Regions from separate parts of the Bombyx mori genome. Here region 1 is linked to region 2. The links are chromatin contacts, called in public Hi-C maps. All regions are on one chromosome and are shown on one strand. Each heading gives the region's core, a stretch centred on a gene start, on an enhancer-like site or on the middle of the called end of the contact. The rest is flanking DNA. Distances are from core to core; before and after follow the strand shown. Region 1 holds the start of LOC101743969 (methylcytosine dioxygenase TET). Region 2 overlaps LOC101743969 (methylcytosine dioxygenase TET).

Region 1 (7,308 bases), core at 988-3,487, 130 kb before region 2:
TTGGAGATTTAAAACATTCACTATCCCTATGGTAATTCGGAAGTCGATGACGTCATCAATTTGTATTATTATTATAAGTAAGTTAAAACTTCTTCATCGAACTTTCAATCAATCCAAATCTAAATGACTTTGTTCACTCCAACTATCCTAATATGAAAGGGAGAGATGCATAACCTTAGTTTTTAACGTAGTGCTACAAACAAAAATAGATTATGTGATTCATTAATTTAAGACTAGGTATGGATCAAAAATATCTAATGCACATTTAAGTGCTTAGTGTAAAACTTCACGCAATGACGCCTTAAAATAATATAAAAAAATAAAACTCAAGCAAAAACTCGACACGCGTAAAAGTAAAGAGGAAGCGAGGAAAAAATCAATGCTTGCGTTTTATGTTCTGTGCGTGTGACAGATCGGTCGTCATAGCAACCGCGACGGGGGACAACCGGCGCGCGGAAAAACGACCTAAGTCCGCACAGTTTGCGGACTACGGAACACTTCGGCGCGGTAAAGTCGCTGCGGTTGCGCTTAAGCTCTTCTCGTTCTGTGCACTCGGAAGTGCGTCGTGCGAAAGAGACAAAATGCTGGGTAAGGGAGCCGGTAATCGATATTACGCACTTTTATAACGACGAAAATTGGCGCCACGATGCACGGGATAAGTTTGCAAGCGTTGCAATACTTTTTATTTAAAATACCAGAAAGTAAACTAAGAACTCTCTGTTATTAAATACTTCATTTAGCAAACGGATTGATTGGTTGCTCTTTTTTCAGTATTTTGAAGTGTTCGAATTTGAATTACAATTACATTGTGAGCACTTCGGTTCTTCGCAATTATATTGGACCTAACTACAATATAATTATAACGGCAGATGGTGAGATCGTGACAAATAGATAATGAGTGAACAGAGCTGAGTAATTCGTGTAGGAGGTGAAATTCTGATGACTCACAGCTCGGGGGTGAACTAGCCCCCAGTTTACTACGCGAATACTATTCTATGAGTTTTCTCGGAACCGTGTGACTAAGTATATTCCTAAAAGTTTTGTAAAAAACATACATCCCTCTGAATTGGATTCTATCTAGCTCCTAGAGATATTTAAGCACGAAACCTATCTATTCAGTTGCAAAATTAAATAAATATAATACATTCAAAAGCTCTGAAGATTAATGTAGAGTCAAACAAATATGTATGTAGAGTGGTGAAATTATTACTTTTTGCTGTAAAATAGATAGACCAGCCAACGCTCACTTTGTATTATATTACTGGAGGTTGTAAATGTCACTCCGAGAATGCCACCACCCAGCATGAGCAGCAAACGGCGGTCTGTGAGACCAAGCCGAACGAGTTCACAATAAATAACACAAATCAAACATTCCTGAGTCTCTATTATGTAGTTATGTTTTTATGAAAAAATTATATCTACCCGCAAATATTTAAACGGGACTTAGATGTGTCCGTCGATGTGAACACACTGGGCATCATATGACATAGAGACGTTTAATTACCTCGCACTCTGTTATAATCGATTTCGTGACTTTATGTTTGTAAAATCAATTAATAATCGATTATATTTATCCCTATAGATCAGAGTATACTTAGTAGAAAATTGGGACAATATATACGTTCTCGATAGGGCAGTGTTTTACGAGGGGGTCATATGAAAACGAGCGAGTCGAGTGTGGCCGTGGTCGGTGTAGAGCGGGGCTCCTCAGGGCAGGGGCTGGATGTAGCCTGCACGGGGAGCTTACCCTCTTTGCACCTTACGCACTAAACGCAAAACAATCGGAAACACCAACCTGTCGCGAAACGGGGAATATAACGCGCCCCTTTCCGAATACGAACAGAGAAAATAATTCGATTAAGCTTTTCTGGATTTGGGAGTAAATCTTAGGAAAGGTGTACTTTTTAAAACTTTGAAAGCTTCGCACCGAAGAATGAGTCATTACAAAAACGAAGTGCGTCGCGGTACCGCTGCAAGCACGCACCGATCGATAATAACGCCGACGCGGACGCGAAAGCTTCAAGTAAACAGATCGAAGCTTTGAAGCGAATGTGCTCCGTATCGAATCCCGCCAAATGCAACGACAGCTGTGCGTAGCGGCGACGGCTACGCGCTACGCGGCTCTACACCGGCGTATTATTATTATTTGTAAACAAGCGTGTGCGGGCGCGGGGCGTCACGTGACCGCGCGCCATTGGCCGCCGCGGCAGCTGCGTGCGGCCGCACGTTACGCGCCAGTCCGCCGCCGACCCTAGTCGCGTACAGACGCGCGTGTTATATCACAAGCGGGACGCAACAGTCACGCGATCGCGAACTTCGATTCCCTTTTTGTTTATTTTTCACTTGCGTCCTTCGGTCCGTTTTGTTTTCGTGGCGGCCAAGCAAAGAAACAAAAGGAGGCGGATGGATCGAGTGACCGGAGAAGGTACGGAGTTTGTGCAAAAGTTTAGTGTCGAAGTGCAAGTGTGCAACTGTAGTGAAGTAGAAGAGTAGAAGCTTCTGGTTTAGTGGATTGTTTGTTGTAGTATAGAGGTATATAGAGCGACAGCACTAGAGCGTGAAGCGGACTCCTGTGCGCGTTCGCGTGCTTCCGCTCAAGCTTTCGTTGTGTGCTTTCGCGAATCGATCCCCGTTTTCCTGCTACGCATTTTGTCAAGAGTGCTTTTGTATAGAAGAAGTTGGTTATTGCATCACGTCCGTAGGTATTGTCTCCTGCCAATAGACAAACTCGTAGTTCATAGTTAGACCCGTATCCTTGTGTAGAGTCATACGCACGACAAGCTATTACTAATTAGTTTGTATGTACTCGTAGAAGTTTACATCTCATTCAAACATTCTTCAAAGTTACTTAATTTTGATCGCCGGATAATTCAGAACTACGAATTAGCCTTAATTAAATTAATTTGATAGATTGGAGTTCACCCTTCTTAAAGCAAAGAGCTTTAATAAAGCAATACGGACAAGTTATGACTATAATAATATTCAGATGTGTACATTGATTTTATTTTGGTTTTGTTGAATAAGCGGTTTCTATTAAGTTGTTAGAATTGTTCATAACGATCTTTAAGCATGGTTATTCTGAGCTCTATATTTATATTTAATTTAAATTCGAAGACTTTTGATACGAAGTCCAGTCTAGTATCTATTAATCGATTGATTTAAATGAAACACTTCACATATCTGGTCTTTATCGTAAGCTTAATAAAATTCTAAAGGTTTGGACTTTAGGTAGAGACACGTTTTCCTTCGTTTCTTTTGGGAATCTACAAATGAAATAAAATTTTGAAAAAAACGTTTCTTTTAGTATCTATTAAATTGGCAACAAAGTTAACCGCTGTAAATTTATTTGCGTGGCAGGAAAATGGGAAGAAAACAAAACGCATGGAGTGACGCATGTCCCTTCCTACCATTGTGACCAGTGCATGATGTCACTTAGACCTTAATTGCAGCAAAATGAAAAAAAAAAAACAAATGGCATTATGTTACAATTTTATTGTGTTTATAATATTGTTTGACTAAAGAGTAATAGTAATGTTATGTGATTAATATATTAGTTAAAATTAAAATATAATTTAAATCAAATACCGCAACATTCCTAGTTCTACTAACTTGCTTATGTGCTATGCTTATGCACAGTGGTTGTCTGGAAGTGATCGCTGTCAACACCTATATACAAGTCGTCGTGCTTTATGTTACTTTTGCTTGTCAGAAATAAGGATAGCTTTAACTTGGATGCTGCAATCCAGTTTGAGACGTGCTATCGGTGTCTAGAAGGCGAAGATTTTTCTATAGAAATAGGTTATCTAACGACCAAAAGTGGAAGTAAGCAGTATAGATAGTAATTACTAGGTAATGCCTAGTGAATACCTCCTCCTCCTTCAGCGTAGTTAGCACTAGTAACACAGCTCAGAGTTGGAAATTCTTCTGATTATTAATATAATGAACTATTATTATATATAACTATAACTATATTATTACGTGAGATCCTTTGTTTCTGTTTTTTTTTAATCAGATATTTCTATCTCAAACATTTGTGCATCTGGCCTTAATGGGTAGCCGTGCCACAATTTACAATATCATTAAGTCCTCAGATCTCAAATTTGAAGGACTTCGGATTTTGACTCCCAACTAATAGGCTACTATTAGTTTGAATGCGCTTCTTGTGCAAAATGCAAATCCTATGTAACTCTTTATCTTAATTTGATACCAAAAACGTAGAAATCAGTGAAAAAAGACGAATGAAGGATATTTTGCAGAATTACGTAGATTCATTTTATATATAGGAAAAAAAGATGTGTGGTATCGTGGGACACCGGATAGGAACGAAGTTTCTTATTATAAAAATATTAATTTTAAGTTATTTTAGAGGTATAAAGAAAATAAAACTGGAAGTTTCGCAACAACCCACGGTCATTCTGTAACGTGCGAACTTATTGTGGTACACTTCATTCACGGTTGTTTGCATAAGAGTTGGTGTATTGCGTAAACGAACGCTCTGAGATCGTGGTCAATGAATGATAAGAAAATATGTTATTTTTTGTACGTTATTACAAAGTTAAGTCGTACACTGTGTGCATTACTAATAAAAATCTTACGTTACGGACGTTTTTCCCGGTTAGGGTACCCCACCGTATCGTCCCATAAGGAACTACGTTCCAAAATGTACTAATGTAATTTTTGTGGTATGTACATGTGCAATCGAACAGCTTGTACAAGACAATCCGGTCCCACGGAATAATCGAATTAATGATACGCCTTCCTCCCGTGAATGCGATAATGGGGAGTCAAGTTCAGCGAGGCCAATGAAAACAAATAAACAAATTGGTCAATTTCGCCGCAGCCGCCGCCAGCGGCTGGCGTGCGGATTGTGCAACTTCATATATACATCCTTTTTAGTTGACAAGTTATGTTTCCTTTTCTATTTGGGAGGATACTCTGGATGCTTGTCGGTGCATTCGTTAGGACCGAGCTGGTGGTCGCTTCGGTGACATCTAAAGTTTTTTTTTTAAATAGGTGCTTTAAGTAGAGGAACTTTGGATACGCTTGATGCTTAGTGGTGACTGGAGTCTCAAATTGTTCAACCGCGACACGAATATTAGATTAGGTAGTGTCAAAAATAGGCACGATGGTGGTCCCTATCCGTACGGGTTTCCAACATGTCCTAGGACGAACAAAAATAGCTGTAGGTCTTCTATCTCTCTTTTAGAACTGTGTTCAGTTAGTCTGATAATAGTCATAGATTTAAAAATATATAGATGTATAAATAGTAGTTAATAAAAAAAAAAGTTATTGCTTAGTTGGGTGCTCGAGCTCAGAGCTCACCTGGTGTTAAGTGGTTACTGGAGCCCATAGACATCAACATCAGCCCACAACGTAAATGCGCTACCCACCTTGAGATATAAGTTCTAAGAATGTGCTAAGATCTCAGTATAGTTACAACGGTTGCCCCACCCTCCAAACCGAAACGCATTACTGTTTCACAGTCGAAATAGGCGGGGTGGTGGTACCTAACCGTGCGGTTTTGATTGGTATATTTTGAGTAATTCCTTTAAAACTTATTTAAAACTACTTTTACCGTTTAATCTCGCGTTTTTTATTGCCATTATATTAGTTACTTCCGACGTTTTGAATACTTTATGGTTTACATGATCACAGATGACAAAAAAGAATAAAAAAAGTTTTAATTATGCTTACGACTCACGCAAACCAAAGACATAAATAAATTAAAATTATCATGACACATGCACACGATTTAGACGTTACGTTGTATGTAGTTGTATAAATGATGTCGATTAAACTTAAGAACTGATAGGCTTTGAATTAATCTACCACAACGGTACAATAATAATAATACAGTTTAAAAATCTAAATAAAATTTAATTTGTTAGCATAATCATTATTTTTATACTTTATAATCGTAGTCAGGATATTGGGCTAAAATAATTAAAGCATTATGGTATCATGGGTCTTTGATAGGTGTGAAAATTTTCAAGTTAATCGGACATCATGGAGTTGGTGGATCAAATGTTGTAAAGTTCATTCACCTGCATTGAAAGTTAATTACATATCAAAATATTAAGAATGTGTATTAAAAAAGAAAGTGCATATCGTTTTTTGGGCATAAAAGCCCTTAATCTTTTGGCTCAGTTTCGGCACGTAAGACAAACTAGCTAATTACCAATTACAAATAACGTAATAATTACCGTGTAATTCATCGTCCGTTATACTACATTTGTAAGTACATAACAACAATCCTATCGTTCGCGACAACAAAAATTGTAAAGTTTTTGAAACGTCGGAAGTATTATATTATATAATAGTTTTAATTGTTTCACTGAGAAAATACAAAATATATATATCTTTACAAGTATTGTTTTCGTAAAGTCTAAGCCGGCATGAAGCTCCCACGCGGACAACTTTCAATCTCTCGATTATTGCCACAAGTAATATTATAAGTTGATTCGTACATTCTATGTAGGATAATCCGTATCTTATTGCTCCTCGGCAGACGTTCGTTCGCCTTTCAGATCGTTTTTTGGGGCTTCATTGCGAAGAATTTAAATAATCCGCGACTCTGTGTGATGTCAGGTTTTTAAATGTTGCTACTAAGTGTTTGGTGAAAATGTCGAGGGAAATATTCACATCACTAAGTCGCTTAGATTTTTTTACTGGTTTATCAGATAGAGGTCGAAATGATAAGTATCATTGTGATGGCTATTTTTGCCGCGAACCGGTCGTATATACCTATATATATTTTAATTGCCTTTGTAGGCAGAAGAGTATACGGCCCACCTGATGTTAAGTGATTGCCTTGGCTTGACGACGGCTGAGCAATGTCAGGGGGACAGCCAAGTCAACAAAGTCTATTCTTCCAATTTATTTATTTATTTATAACTTTATATACTAGACAGTACAAAGGCGGACTTAATGCCATAGGCATTCTCTAACAGTCTACCTTAGGGCGGTGCAGAGATGAACCTTGGTAGGTGTAGTGTGATAGTGATATTACCTAAACATATGTGTATATATGACATACATAATATTTATAGATACAAATACTTAATGGGTAGAACATCCGTTGAGCAATATATTTGAGGATTTCAGCTGGTGTTTTTTTTTATTGCCCTTGTAGGTAGATGAACATACGGCCCACCTGATGGTGGACTTCAGCAAAACCAGTGGTAGAGCCAAGCCGTTTCCTACCGCGGCTTGGCTCTTGGCTCGAGTCTCAAAATAAAGACATTTACATTATTAGAATAAAGATTTTACACGTGGCGGACTATAGTCTCATCCCGTCTGAGCTAATAA
Region 2 (6,798 bases), core at 3,276-5,775:
GTCGATACCATTGTTTTTCCTGTTCCTAGCGCGTATTTGATGCATGATAGAGTTGACGTTTTTACACTTCAAGAAGTGTTGGACATTAAGGATTAATTATTTTAATTCATTTGCGTAACAAAAATAATTTTAATAAAAAAGTCTAGTATGTTACAACTTGAAAGTGAATTATCAAGTGAAGTCAATTATCTTTATTTTTTCATTAAAAACCAAAATATTTAAGACCGTATTGCATTTGAAATAACATTATAATAGAATTACGCAAAAATGTTACACTTCATTGCACTTCGGTTTACTTCTTTATTTTGAATATGTTTTTAATAATGCCCGTATCGTATTTCCAAAAATATTAAAACTCATGCGAGCAGAAATAAATCGTCTATTATTAAATAATACAACAGCTGCAAGCAATTTTGGCTGCCTACGAGTTTGCTTGTTAGAATGAATGAGAAATTTTACGGTAAAAAATGATTAAAATTTGAAATTAGTTACGTTTTTTGTTGAAATCTATGTTCCGAAATTATTTGTAGGTACCTCATAGCTGAATAAGCACAGTGATGTGATACTAAATAAAATACTTATATAGTTTTTGAATGGAGACCGCGAATTGGCGAACGTAGTGTAGGAAGCTCTCTGGTTCTTTAGAACGACAATCTATGCCGGGTCCCTGGCAAGGCCCTAAAACTATGATACTTTAAGACAAATATTTTTTTTTGTATGGAAACTATCGACATCTTGTGGCGGATGCCCGTGTACTTATATATTGTTAAAGTTAAGACATTTCATTATTGTGTAACTAAACACAGAAAATAAAAAAATCATACAAGTCTTTATTTGTTATACACAAATTGATTAGATTTTATCAATTAGTGGTTTCTGAAAATTTACAAAATCCTTCATTAAAAATAAAATATAGGATAGGTAATAATATGTTACTGCCATCTACTACAGGAGCAATGAGAAACTAATCGAAGCGAAGCCATCTAGTGGCCGACGCCCGTAAACTTTTTGTTGATTGCTTGAGTTGCATATCTATAACTAGTTTATATGTATTATCTATGGTGCCTGGCAAGAGCTGGACGCGAGAAGCCCAGGATCGTGTTCAGTGGCATGCAATTGGAGAGGCCCATGTCCAGCAATAGACTGCTATAGTTTACTGATGATGATGATATTCATCAATAAACGCTTTCTTGGCTCAACAGTACAGAGGGTACATATTGGAAGAGGCAGTATGTTTGCCATTGATCCCGTCGAATAAAATTGTTAAAAAAATATATCTTAATATCAAGACATCAAGACAAAAAACCGAAAAAAGACAAAAACATGTAATACCTGTTTTCAGTTTTCCTAAAAGTAGTATATAGTTAGTCTAAAGTGTGTTCACGGGTGATCAGGGTTAACAACCGGTTAACAATAACAAGATGCTGACATGTCTACCAACAAATATGTAGTGTTAAAATTATTTTCTCGATCTAATCGGCTTGGATTAACAACATCTATTTTATTTACGTTCCCGTCATATATGCAGTCTGGCCAAAACACTATTAATGAAATAAATAAACAATATTATTATTAAATCTAAAATTGGAACTTGTCACTCACGAGAGTGAATGAATATTCGTTATATTTCGCATTTGTGTTAAATTTTCTTGTGATATTAAAACGGAGTCGAATGATAAAGTCAAACGTATCATTATTGTATTCAGATCAATGGAAGCCATCTTGAATTAGTTTCATATTTTTAAAACGCCGTTATACATATAATGTACAAACTAACGCAAAGTCCAGTAACAAAAGTTTGAAGTAACAGAAAAATAACAATGTTTTCCTTGTAACAATATGTAAAGCAGATAAGATAGTGTAGGTATAGCAGATTCTTCTTCCTGTTCTTGCTCAGAATATGTGGGGTCGGCGCATGTCCTTTAACCATGCTGCATAGGGATTTAGCATGATTTGACTACTGCATGTTTGACGTTAACCCCACAGCGGCCCCACAACTTGGGAATGCTATCGCTGGCATAAGACAATAGCCAGAAGAAGCCAATGGTCACCCTTTACGACAACCGCGGGAAGATATTTGTACTACATATATAAATTATCAGTTCGGAATAAACTATTGTATTGTACAGTCATTGCGACTAGCTATCGTTCTGTACTTTAATTTATTTTTTTCGTACCTATTCTAGTGATTGAGAGATGACAGAGTAGATTCACATAGCGAGTAGGTGAGCTCACGGGGCTCTAACCTGACGACGTTGCTAACACTAGCCCTAGCAAGAGCAGTGCTTAGCAGAATCTACCACCGGATCGGAATCATAACCCACTGAGAAGATCCGACGAGAAACTCAGTGGGCTGTGTCTATGGGTTAATTCACTCGTCAAGCCCTTCGTCGCAAGAACGAAGGCCAGCGATTGAGGTTAAAAGCACCGTTAGTGGATCAGGAGGATCGGGAGGAGAAAATGAAGTGTGAACTTTAAATTAATAACACATACGCTTATACTATATTTAGATCATTTCAAACCAATAGCTTTTGATGCTCATACTGCTCATACTTCGCCCAATCGTTTGTCGGCTTAGTAAAGACATCGTCACGTTAAGGTGATTTGTCAACATCAAATCTATCAAAGCTTGCATGATTGTCAGACTTCGAAAGCAGACTGGGTAACAAATAAGAGGGAAACAATAGAAAGAGTTGGTATGGCGACGAAGATTCGTAATTCGAACAAATCATATGAATCATATGACTCACAGTATTTTAATAGACTCGAATAATCCTTTGCAACGTAGTTCATTGTCGTCTTATCTTAAGAACAGACTTCAATGATATATGTATGTATGTATATGAAATTTTGATCGTTATTAATTGTTTTAAAGTTTCACATCTATTTAATTTATAAACAGTATTTGTTTAACGGGTAGTTATTACGGTTTTTAGTTTTAATGAATTTGATTTGAATGAAGAATTTTAATTAAGAATTTTGGGGTACTATTTATTTTCTTAAAACGAACTAAGCGCAGTCACGGTCTAGAAATACTTCATAAACACAACTTCGATTGGACACTTACTTTTTTACCTTTTTATTTATTTATTGCTTCGATGGGTAGACGAGCTTACGGCCCACCTGGTTGGTGTTAAGTGGTTACCGGAGACCATAGACATCTACAACGTAAATGCCGTCACCCATCTTGGGACATGACTTCGAAGTCTCAGTTTTCACAGTATAACGGCTGCCCCACTCTTCAGACCGAAACGTATTACTGCTTCGCGACAGAAATAGGCAGGGTGGTGGTACCTACCCGTGCGGACTCGTAAGACGTCCTACCACCAGTAAAAAAACACTTTCTCAAACACTTTCGTTGAGTAGTGAATTCAAAAGAGTTGTTAAAGATTTACAGTCGATGTAAATATATTTGTGAACATTATGTTTTTCTTTTACACAAGAAAAAGTAACCTAAATTATGCAGGCTATTTGATATGAATAACTTTCTTTAACATAATTTTTCCCGTATTGGTTCATCACAGGAACTGTAATGTGTTTCATAATATGTATTATAAAATTAGAATAAGATTAAATCGTATAATCAACATTTCTATTAATTATACCTAAAATTTGGAAAATCTCAAAGTAAAAATATTTTCAGTACCTTTCATTTATGATACATTTACTTACCAATACAGTTTAAGCTACGTGTATATATTTAAATGAAAACACTCAATTTCTATTTGTTACTGTAAAAACTTTCATAAAACAAAACAATCGTCAAGACCTAAATAAAGCTAACTGTAAATTTGAGATATACTATCGCCATCTACCGTGCAGTAGGTGAAGCTTTGTTATTGCGAATGAACAATATTACTTCGGAATATTTATTGTAATGAATTTATATTCGATATCGTTCGTTCTGGCTTAGTCATAATGGTTATTATATACGATAATTAAGGTTATGAACGACAAGTAATATAGCAGATTCTGTTTTGTGATTTCATAATCGATCGACACAATTACGTCACAGGTCTACATTTATCTTATCGTAATTACCAATTTGATTGCTCAAATTCAGAATTGTATTTTTTTTTAAACCAAGCAACAATTTGGAACGTCTTGTTTTTATGAAATTGTATTTAAAACAATCTCTCACACGAAATCTAGATAGTCCGTGGGAAATAATTCGTATAACAGCCTATAAATACAATTCACAAATCGTTATCAAGATCCGTGTTACAGCTAGTTCTATTCTCGATAGTAATTGCAACAGTCATATTATTATTGTTGGCCCGTTATAGAATGAATCATTCGTCATTAGGTAATTCTACGATGCAAATCTTGTATTCATTGCTTTTACTGTTCAATGCATTATTACATTAACTGCTTAAATTTTTTTTATTTTTTTTTTATATCCTCTTTTTACCTGCGTCCATCCAATGAAGATCTCTTCATTTGTTATCTAACCATGTTACGCTGCCCATGAGATCTTAACTCTAGTACTTTTATGCCCTACTGACTCAGTGCGATGACATATGTGGCCGGCTCAGATCCACTTTCTCAGAATTATTATATCATTTATTTATTTACACCAAACCTGTGAACTCTTGAAGATTAGCCAATACACGTTGTACGATAGCTCAGTTTTATGATATTTTAAAGATTTAAAGAATTACGGACTTACCGCCAACTGCTCAAAGATTTCACCACTCCTTTTTCAAATGTTGCACAAACTGCGGCAACACGTAGCGCTAGTGTCGCGCTCAGTAGATTGCGCGGGTACCGGGCAAGTTGGCGGGAGATTTCAAAATGTGAACCCCAAAATCGAACATTCCCCCCACCGAAATCCGCCCGGATTTCCCATTACGATACCAATAACAATGTTTTGATGATTCAGTTTCACAGTGGACTGTATTTAGTAAAATTATTTTAAGTAATTAAATCTAAGTATTTAAACAATAAACTTGACTTATAACTAAAAGGGAGATCACACAAAGACCTACCTTTATGTAATCTTATTACGTTTTCTGTGTCATACGATTTACTCTGTGTCCGTCGCTATTGGGAGCGGACAAAGCTTAACGACAGGACGTGTCATTTCATTATTTTTTGTACGAACTTTAACAACTCGCACGATACCATCCGCACCAGGCTTAAGCTCAGTGACTCGCGCTAGATCCCACTGTAAAGGTGGTGCATGTGATTTAATTAAAACTAAATCTCCAATTACTAAATTTCGACAGCTGTTGAACCACTTTTGTCGTTGTTGAAGTGTGTGAAGGTAATCTTGGCGCCACCGTTTCCAAAAAAGTTGTGAAAATTGTTGTACAATTTGCCACCGCTCGCGAGGTAAAAGTCGTTGCTCACTGATATCGAATGCCGGTACAGCCAACAATTCACGCCCGATCAGGAAATGTGCTGGCGTTAGCACTTCGAACTCCATTGGATCGTTAGACAGTGGACATAGCGGTCTCGAATTAAGAACTGCTTCAACTCGAGCAAAAAGTGTTCCGAGCTCTTCGAATGATAATGATTTGTTTCCCACAGTCCGTTTCAAATGTAATTTAGCAGATTTTATTGCAGATTCATAAAGACCACCGAAATGACTACCACTCGGAGGATTGTGGCTCCAACGAATATTACGCGCTACAAGCTCTCCTGATAAGCTTTCTAAGTGTGATTCGAAAAAATGCGTAACATCTGCTGAATGTTTCGTAGCCGACACAAAATTGGCATTATCTGAAATAATCATGAGACATTGACTTGTTGTAATTCCTTGCAAAGTGCTAGGACCAACATATAAATAAAATTTATGACAATCTATTAAAATGTTTGTAAAAATTGAATTTTTGAGTAAATGTAAAGAATGTTTCCTATCAGGTGAAAGACTAGAATTATACAATTTACCCCCCACCCTGAGGAAACAGTTTGAATCCATGAAGGTAATTAGTTTCCGCAAACTCTGAGAACATCTCTGACCTTTTTGTAAGGCCATAATGTCGTCCACAAATAAATGACTTTGTACGATTTTAATAATAATGTCGTGAGCCTTTCTGCTGTCATCCACAAACAGCGATCTACGTTCTGATTGAGAGACTCGACAGTTGTGGATAAACAAGTAAGACCGCGCGATTATTCTCACAAGCTTACTAAAACTAGAGTATCTGTTATTGAGGTCCAACGGTGAATATGCTTCTATGACTTCTGTTGAGACAAGTACAGTACTTAAAGTTTTTTGTTTTAGGCTTAGAGTTATAGGTTTAACTGGACCCTCTGACTGGAAGTCATTAAGCCGATGGAGGCCGTTAAACCACTCATGTATTGTTTTGCATGATGTGTTAAACACGTCTCGCAATTTATTTGTTGTACTAGAAAGCCACACAATACAAAGATGCGGGATGATAAATATCGAATCCACGTTTTGTACCGCGCCTACGTGGCTCCTGTGTCCACCAAGACTTTCGTACTCACGAATGAATTTTAAATTCAGATCGCGTTCCAACTTCTTTTCTATATCAATATATTTACGTTCTTCTGTTCCAGATAAAACACCAAGTTTATAAAAAGGTTGCAAAGGGTAGTTTACGAAACATCTACTTTTCTTATCACGGTTATGATTGCGATCAGACAATGTCCCCGCTAATATGTCATCTGGATGCTGTGGTTTGATGAAACAAATGCTTTCTGTCTCCGAGAAAGACTGCGTTTCCTGCTCCAAGTTCACAGAAAGAGCCACAAATGATTTTGTATTATCGCTTTTGATATGATGATTTTCCGTGTCTACAGTTCTATGACCCGAAATCGATACTTGAC

Evidence for each region. Hi-C and Micro-C count contacts between places; a contact is called where the count stands out from the background.
Region 1: a contact with region 2 is called in a Hi-C map of middle silk gland, with 2.9 times the contacts expected there. The contact joins the promoter of LOC101743969 here to the enhancer-like site in region 2. A contact is called at or near these places in 4 of 7 Hi-C or Micro-C datasets (middle silk gland, posterior silk gland and whole pupa).

Annotation. Positions count from the first base shown.
Region 1 is chr22:3,143,847-3,151,154 of ASM3026992v2, reverse strand. LOC101743969 (methylcytosine dioxygenase TET) reads left to right here and starts at 2,237. Exons shown (of 12, transcript XM_038019059.2): 1 at 2,237-2,425.
Region 2 is chr22:3,013,843-3,020,640 of ASM3026992v2, reverse strand. The region is part of intron 4 of LOC101743969 (methylcytosine dioxygenase TET); the gene reads left to right. Among protein-coding and RNA genes, the nearest start is that of LOC101741344, 57 kb to the right of the region's middle. Within about 2 kb of position 4,525, at least 4 of the 8 cell types and tissues checked have open chromatin away from gene starts, as enhancers often do.